3 separate regions of the Sus scrofa genome follow, and all the other regions are linked to region 1. A link is a contact called in public Hi-C and HiChIP or PLAC-seq data. All regions are on one chromosome and are shown on one strand. The core of a region is the stretch at or near the end of the contact, and the rest is flanking DNA. Distances in the headings are between cores, read along the strand shown.

What was found. Hi-C and Micro-C count contacts between places; a contact is called where the count stands out from the background. HiChIP or PLAC-seq counts read pairs in DNA pulled down with a chosen protein or histone mark.
Region 2: a contact with region 1 is called in an H3K27ac HiChIP or PLAC-seq map of skeletal muscle. The contact joins two enhancer-like sites. A contact is called at or near these places in 1 of 5 promoter capture datasets (liver), 6 of 47 Hi-C or Micro-C datasets (alveolar macrophages, blood, embryonic fibroblasts and 2 more) and 2 of 2 datasets of contacts at active chromatin or transcription factors (alveolar macrophages and skeletal muscle).
Region 3: a contact with region 1 is called in a Hi-C map of liver, with 4 times the contacts expected there. The contact joins two enhancer-like sites. A contact is called at or near these places in 1 of 5 promoter capture datasets (liver), 5 of 47 Hi-C or Micro-C datasets (alveolar macrophages, fetal liver, liver and 1 more) and 2 of 2 datasets of contacts at active chromatin or transcription factors (alveolar macrophages and skeletal muscle).

Annotation. Positions count from the first base shown.
Region 1 is chr14:56,622,203-56,624,844 of Sscrofa11.1, reverse strand. No RefSeq gene overlaps it. Among named protein-coding and RNA genes, the nearest start is that of TARBP1, 46 kb to the left of the region's middle. Within about 2 kb of position 1,339, at least 70 of the 83 cell types and tissues checked have an H3K27ac peak or open chromatin away from gene starts, as enhancers often do. A contact at or near this core is called in alveolar macrophages, fetal liver, liver and 2 more, where this site is marked.
Region 2 is chr14:56,153,890-56,156,531 of Sscrofa11.1, reverse strand. No RefSeq gene overlaps it. Among named protein-coding and RNA genes, the nearest start is that of TOMM20, 42 kb to the right of the region's middle. Within about 2 kb of position 1,296, at least 54 of the 83 cell types and tissues checked have an H3K27ac peak or open chromatin away from gene starts, as enhancers often do. A contact at or near this core is called in alveolar macrophages, liver, retroperitoneal adipose tissue and 1 more, where this site is marked.
Region 3 is chr14:56,319,338-56,321,979 of Sscrofa11.1, reverse strand. No RefSeq gene overlaps it. Among named protein-coding and RNA genes, the nearest start is that of TOMM20, 210 kb to the right of the region's middle. Within about 2 kb of position 1,294, at least 25 of the 83 cell types and tissues checked have an H3K27ac peak or open chromatin away from gene starts, as enhancers often do. A contact at or near this core is called in fetal liver and liver, where this site is marked.

The sequences.
Region 1 (2,642 bases), core at 90-2,589:
AATGATGATCTTGGGTTTCACTAAGTCTCTAAAAATTCTTTTCAGTTCTAAAACCCAGGGATTCTACACCTCTCCCCTTCTGGGCAGCCCCAATTCCCTTCTCCTCCGGTGAACCAGCGGGGACCTTCTTCAGTGGGGATGATGGCGGGGCTCCCAGGAGGCCGGACACCAAGGGAACAGGAACGGCAGGACAGAAGGGGGATTGTTCCGTCAGCTGGCAGAGGAGGAAGCAGAGCTCTTAGCAGCCCCCGCCCAGAGGCAGAGCCCGGGGCAGCAGACTCTCAGTGCTCTTGGCGTATTTCCGCCGGAAAAAACCCGCGACCCCCCACCAGCTGGTGGTGAAAGGCGCCCCTCTGCATTGGGTCTGATGCTCAGGCAGGCAGAAGTGGCTTCCCCCCCAAATCCTCCCTCAAAGTCACTTGCGATTAATTTAATTTCATAACCTACCTCCCACCCTACCCCCCAACCCCACACCAAATGACTTCTCTCCAAATTTACGATGTTCGAACTATTGACGGAGATTAACTGCTATAGCAACTGCACAACAGTCTGGAAGGTTATTGTGCAGTGGGAAGTCACTCAACTTCAAGGAGCTATGTTTACTTTCGGAAAGAGAAGGAAGGGATGTTAGCTTTGGCTATGGGACTCTTCAAAGTAAAAGATTTCAAGATGAAAGTGGAGATCAAGTTACCAGAACAGCAAATAAAGACCTCGGGAAAATGAGGAAATAGCTATCACGTGGGTAACGGGTGACAAATCTTTCTTATCTGTGGCTGGGGGTAAGGAGGGAACAACACTCAAGGTCACTGCCCACGTGTTCTTCCGTCTCACCCGCAGACTTTCTCAGAGCAAGGTCAGAGGGCGAATCATACATGGGGGCAAATTCCAGCCGGGTCTTTCAACCAGCCACTGTGCCCTGTGAAATGTCACACTGGAACAGGATAATTGGATGGTTTGGAGAAGCTGCAGAGGGAATCAGGGCTTTTCCCAAAGAAGATAAAAGCAGAGAAGCAGCGCCCAGCCTGAAACCAGCTGCCCCGTTTGTTCAAAAAACAGGTCTTCTAACACCGAGAAGCAGAAATCGAAACCTCTTTAAATCCCCTAGAATGTTTCGAACAAAACACCTATTTCATGAAAGAAATTGCATTTTAAAAGATCACGCCAACAGAATGTCCCAGCTGCTTGGTCACCTAAGTGTTTTTGGAAAAGGAAAAGAGCTATTCAGCATTAAAGATTCAGGAATGTCTGTTGACATATTAAGGAAACAACCTCAGGGGACAGCTGACAAGGCTCCAAGAAGCATTACCAAGGGAACGGTGACGCAAACGTGTTCCGTTTTTACAGGCTGGCGCTCCGCCAGGCTCCCTCGCCTGACGGCTGATGTCATGCTAATCCCTATCTGGGTTAGCGTCGCTTGGATATCAACTCAAGCGGCACAGTCAGCTGCAATCAATAGCAGGCTCCTTTTATAGAAGATAGTAAAGGAAAAAATACGTATACACAGAAAGAGAACTCCGGATTCCAGTGTGCTCAAACCTATACATTGTGCCAAAAATGGGGAAGGAAAAGAAATGAAGGTCCAATACAAATCTGGCAGTTCCTGTTGTGGCTCGGTGGAACCGAATCTGACTAGCATCCATGAGGACACATGTTCGATCCCTGGCCTCGCTCAGTGGGTTAAGGATCCGGCATTGCCATGAGCTGTGGTGTAGGTTGCAGATGCGGCTCCGATCTGGGGTTGCTGTGGCTGTGGTGTAGGCCGGCAGCTACAGCTCAGATTAGACCCCTGGCCTGGGGACCTCCATGTGCTGCAAGTGCAGCCCCAAACAAACAAACAAAAAACAAATCTAAGCCACACCTGACATAGTCAGGGTCTTTTCTGTAGAGTAAGTCCTATTGTTGATGAAAGATACTACTATTTCATGATATTAGTTTTTTGTGTGTTTTTTTAGCATAACTAAGATGTGCCTAATTCCCAGTTGAGCTAAATGAGGATGGAAGAAAACAGAAGACATTAGGTGGGAATGTGAAAATAATGATTTTTTTCATTATTGAACAAATGGGCTGATTCCTTTTAAACCTATGCGTGAAATATTGCTTTTCAAAAATTTCTGTCTTCAAGACCACTGCTTTTCAATTATTTTAGAATAAATAAGGAGAAGAAGAATTATGCAAATTTTCATCAGGCTTGGATTGAATGCGTATGTCAAGTGTCCTCCGTAATGCGCTGTGGGGCCACTTTGCATTTTCTTCCTCAAGCATGGCAATTTTAACTGTCCAAGAGTGATAAAGAAGAACCCATTTTAAAAACTCACTTCAATTATGCATATTCTCTTTCTTTACTAGGTTATACTCCGAGGGAAGGGAACTCTGTCGTCTTTCAGAGCAGACCAACAACAAAAGCATTTTTGATTCCCAGATTTTCAGAGTATAAATAATAACGATCATAAAATTGGGTTGGGAGTGAGAGGGAAGGATGAACACCAGTGGAGATAGTGGCGTTATTTTTTGTTTGAGTTTATTTTAAAGCTTTGTTGAAGTAGAGTGGATTTACAAGTTTGTGATCATTTCTGCTGTACAGCAAAGTGATTCAGTGATACATGTACACCCCTCCATTCTCTTTCAGATACTTTCCCCACATA
Region 2 (2,642 bases), core at 47-2,546, 470 kb after region 1:
GCACTGGTGTGGGGGCATTGTGTCCCTGAGTCACACAGAGCCAACGCTGAAAAGCCTCATTTCCTCTGATAGGTGGCCCTTGGGAGCGGTGACAGAACTTGGGCCCGAGGGGGCCAGGACTGCCTTATGGGCACGACTGTTAACACACAGCACAGAAGACCTGAGAAGCGGAGACAGGCTGCCTCCCACCAGCCCTGCTCTCCAAAAAGCCACTTGGCTCCAACGTCTCATGACTTGTTCTTAGAGTTACATTTTAACTGACAAAGTTTAACAACAACTGTGACTTATGGCCTTCTAAAATTGGCAGCAGAAAAATGAACTGAGGAAGTAATGGAAAAAAACCACAAGTGAAGCCACTCTGTATTATGCACAATTTCTGTTATGGTTTTTTTTCCTTTCCAGGCGTGTGTGTGTGTGTGTGTGTGTGTGTGTGTGTGTGTGTGTGTTTTCGAATGGTAGAAAATATTTTCCAGATACGCCGCCCTGGCGTTCCCAAGCACATATTTATGCCAAATTTATAAGAAGCAGCTGCAGACAAGGTTGACTGAGAGGATTGCTCTGCTGTCTGGCTTCCAGAAGGTGCTTCTGCTCCTCATTCTGTCACCAGGGCACAGACTTACCTCCTAAAACTCTCTAACCTTCTGCATCGTTCCCCCAGCAGGAAGACAAACCCACGGCACAGCATGACCTGGAGGGATGTGGGGCCTCGCCCTTCTCAGCATCCACATCACACTTTTGATCTGCAAGGTGCTTTAGTGACCAGTACTTTATCATTTTTATTCATTGGAACTCCTCCTGCAGACGCAGGAAGTGTTCCAAGGCGCCTTTCTCGAATCCCTGGATGGCTTGGAAGGTAGGGTTGTTGGAGTCCCATCAACATCATCGGGTTCTGAACTGCTTGGAGCAGATGGTGGAGCCGCAGTGGGTGAGCCTGTGTCAAAGTGCCTGCATCTCCGAGACTCTCCAACCTCCTCCCCTCGCCCCTCCATGGCTCTGCCTGCTGCTGCCTGGTCAGGAGCTCCAGCCTCCTGACCGAGCAGAGACGTCGCCCAGGGACGCTGCCCCCCTGCACCCAACGCCAAGCTCTCCCTGGCCTGGGGCGGGGCCTCACGCCTCCCCCCACCCCACCACGGCCTTAATGAGGATGAGAATAACCTGCTCCGTGGCTTTCCTGGGGGTGACTAATGGGTTAATCCGGGGAAGGCCCTTTGAAGATGAAAAGCCTGATGTAACTCAAGGGTTGAAGGCAGGCACCTGCCCCAGCCTGGGCCTGAGTCAGCAGAGTGACCTCCTGCCTGCAGGCGGGCTGGGCGAGCTGGCCCAGTCCCCATTCAAAGTCAGGGTTGGCCAACCCCGTGCGTGTGTGGTGTGTGTGTGTGTGTGTGTGTGTGTGTGTGTGTGTTGTGTGGGCCTCTGGGAGGTTGGGAACTGTGTCTCCTGGGCGTTTGAGTGGTTGAATAAACCTTCAAATGGCTCTGCCAAGAGGGCAGCACACATCCTCATCCTAGAGAATATCAGTTAAGACAGTATTTCCTGGCCATTGTTAGGGGAAAATGCTTTCCTTTTTATTTTCTTTTTCTTTTTTTCTTTTTTCGGACCGCACCTGCAGCACATGGAAGTTTCTGGGCTAGGGGTTGAATCAGAGCTTTGGCGGCCGGCCTATGCCACAGCTACAACAACTCAGGATTGGAGCCACATCTGTGACCTACACCACAGCTCACAGCAATGCCAGATCTTTAACCCACTGATGGAGGCCAAGGATTGAACCTGCATCCTCATGGATACTAACCGGTTCTTAACCCACTGAGCCACAATGGGAGCTCCCAGGAAAATGCTTTTCTCACAGGGCATTCCTCCCAAGAGGTGCCGTTTTTCTCCTGCCTTTGGAAGAAGGAGCTGCGGCAGTGGTGGGCAGCCTGGGGAATCTGAGGTCGGGGTGTAAGGGAGGCGGGCGGCTGTGCTTTCAGCTCTCCAGCTCCTGATGTTCTAGTCTGCCCTGCATTCACATCTCCCAAGCAGAGAAAGAGGCAGCCAGAGCTGAAAACCAGAGGCCAAAAGCAGCGGATGAAGCGAGTGTCGTCCAGGACCACGCCCCCTCCCACCCTTGACCCGGTACAGGGGGATTTGACGCAGCGGCAGCTGGGAAGCCAAGAACAGAAAGCCTTTAAGCCACGCAAACTGATGCCAAGATTCCGCCACCCGGGAGCCCGTTTCCTGCGCTCTGCACATTCCTCCCTTCCCCCCCCCCGCCCCCACCTCCAGTGACCCCTCTCCACGCAGCCTCCTTGCACGCAGCACTGGTTTCTTCTTTCTTCTGGAACACAAGTCATGCGGCCAGAAGGAATGCAGGCACTTCTGCTTTCTCTCTTAGGTCCCCATTTCCTTAGAAGTTTTTCACTGCCCTTTCTCCTCCCATAATTTGCCCCGAACCCTAGAGGCCCCCACAACACACAGAATGATAAAGATACGAAAATAGGATGCAAGGATTGGCAGCATGAAGGCAGGAAAGAGGGCAGAGGGGGCCACTAATCTTTTTGCACGCAGCCAGGAATGGACGGGGTGGGGGGCATAGCCCCTGGAACAGGCTATGAAAGGATTCCGTTCTGTTCTGTTTGGAAGGAGATGGGTGGAAATGACAGTTT
Region 3 (2,642 bases), core at 45-2,544, 300 kb after region 1:
GGAAATGAATCTGACCAGCTTCTATGAGGACACAGGTTCAATCCCTGGCCTCGCTCGGTGGGTTAAGGATCCGGCATTGCCATGAGCTGTGGTGTAGGTCATAGATGCGGCTCGGATCTGGTGTTGCTCAGGCTGTGGTGTAGGCCCCTAGCCTGGGAACCTCCATATGCCACGTGTGAAGCCCTAAAAAGACAAAAAAATAAAATAAAATAAAATATTAAAAAATCAGAGAGAGAAAGGTAATCGCACTCTGCTCTGGGGAGTTTTGAAATGTTCATCATTTAGAAAGGTTAAAAATGAAAATAAGGGAGCATGTGGCAAGAGAGGCACTTTCAGCTGAGCCGAGACTGGCGAGCAGGATGTCACAGATAGAAATGGACAGGAGTGTCATTTCTGGGACGGGGGGGGGGGGGGGGGCGGGTGGCACCCAGCAGCGATCCTGAAGGAAGAGGGTCTGGGGGGATCTCAGGAACCGGATTCAGATTAGAGCTCCAAACATCAGCCTGGTGTGGGTGAAGAGACCCACCTATGTTGGCCTCTTCCTCAAGCTAGGCCAAGAAATAAAGGGCAAAAGACTCCACAAATACTTGGCCCTGAATGCAGACCAAGGGGGAGGGCCCACACTGAGTGTGCTGACCCTTGCCTCAAGGACAGTCCCCTGCACCTGTCACTGCTTGTACAATTGCTTGTCCTGGTGGACCCAGGCTCTATCACATGAGATACAGTTGTTTCCCTTTGGGGGACCCCTTGGTCTTCTTGGAAATATAGCTCCCATTGCTCCCCCTCCTCTGGATTTTCCAGCATCTCCAGAGAAAGCAGATCAGAGGTGATCACACAAGAGGGAGACTTGAGGTCATCCGCTCAGTGGCACATCCACCTGCCTTGTCCCCACCACTCCTCCCACCCCAGAGCTGGATCCCACCCTGCCTGACTCTGTCTCTGGAGGGAAGTGTGGCTAAATCTGGCTCTGCTGTCCTATCCATGCAACCCCGCCCCAGCCAGGGGGCCTCTGCTGGGGTGGTGTGGGCTCTCAGGATTGGGGCCAACCTGGTTTTTCTGAGATCGCTGAACAAGGAAGCCTGGCCATCTCCCCAGAGTAGCCTGAGTTTTCACCTCTGGGGGTAATGGCACTTGACAGCCTGAGAGTCTTTCAGAAACTGCCAGGGTTCACGTGGGCAAGGCGGGAGGTTCCTCACTTCCAAGCTTATCTTTGCTCTGCAGCCCTGGTATGTAACTGCTGAGGGTTGCAAAATGAAAGAGAAAATATTTACAGTGAGAGTTGACCTAAAAAGAATCCTAGACGGGGTGGTGGTGGGGTGGTCAGGGTACCTTCAGCTTGGCCTGACCTCTTCCAGACAGAGGGCTTCAGGGGAAGGCCCAGCCACATGGTACAAAGAGCACGGCTGTCAGGCTGTGCCTGAGTTCAAATCCTGCCTCCCCACTTGCTAGTCTGGGCGACAGAGCTCACCACAGCTAACGTTCCCCATCTCAGAGGTCTTTGCAGATTAACGGAGATGTGAGTAAGTCAGACACTGGGCATGAAGGAGGCACAGTTGGCCTCCGCCTCCTCCAGATGCCCCCTTTCCTCGCCTTTCAGATAAGGGAGTTGGAGGCTGTAGTCTTTAAGACCCCTGTCTGCTCTGATCGACTACTCTTCCCGGGACCGGCTGGGTTTGCAGGTCCGTCTTCTCAAGGGGCTCTGTAATTTGATGCATCCTTCATCTAGCTGCCACCACTCACTGGGCTCTTCCTGGTGACAGGCCCACGAGGACATCAAGAGGCCTGGCCCGTGGAGGCCACATCCAGAAGCTTCCACCTGCCTTCTTCCCACAGGAGGGGCTCCTCTGCTCCACACATAGCAGGGAGCTGTGTGCTGATTTTCTGCACTCTCTTAAAGTTTATCAGCCCAAGGCAAATGCATCATAAGACACTCAGACCTTGGCCACCATGGGGTGGGCAGCGTCAGGGAGAGACTGGGAAATGATTTCATTACTGACAGGCCAATAGCTCTGCGTCCACCTGCTCCTTAAGTCCCATCCCACATCCCGCCCCGGGCTAAGCCACCCAGCCACCCAGCCACCTTTGCACGGTGGGGTGGGCTTTTCCCATCAAATTGTGGATCTTGTGAAAATGTTTTTGAAAGTAGGAACTCCTGGGCAAAAGTGAGGTATTATGATGGGGTCTCCAAACCAGATGTTCAGGAAGGGCCACCCTCATGGGGTGAGTCACCTTCTGTTGTTCTTTTCGCAGGACACCCCCGCTGGCCAGCCTGTCCTCAGGCAGAAACATGGCGGCTCTTCCTCTAACCCTTGGGGAGTTAGTGGCGGGCCGCCTTTCCATGGGAAAGCCCACGGGGTCAGGACCTCTAGGTGGGTGACCACGTGTCCCTTTATCCAGAGGGTTTCTCTTTGTTCCTGGTACTCAGAGTCATTATTAGTAGCACCTCCTTTCTTTGCGTGCAAGAAATACGTGGTCACCGTACCTCCAGGCCAAGTGATGCTTCCACGGACCTGCCATCCAGCCCCCTGGATTTCCTCGGCGCTGAGGTCATTTCCAGGTGGTCCAGCCCCTTGAGACATCCCATAGTGCAGACATCATCCCCCTTCCCTGCCGCACCAGGGGACATGGCTTTCAGGATAACG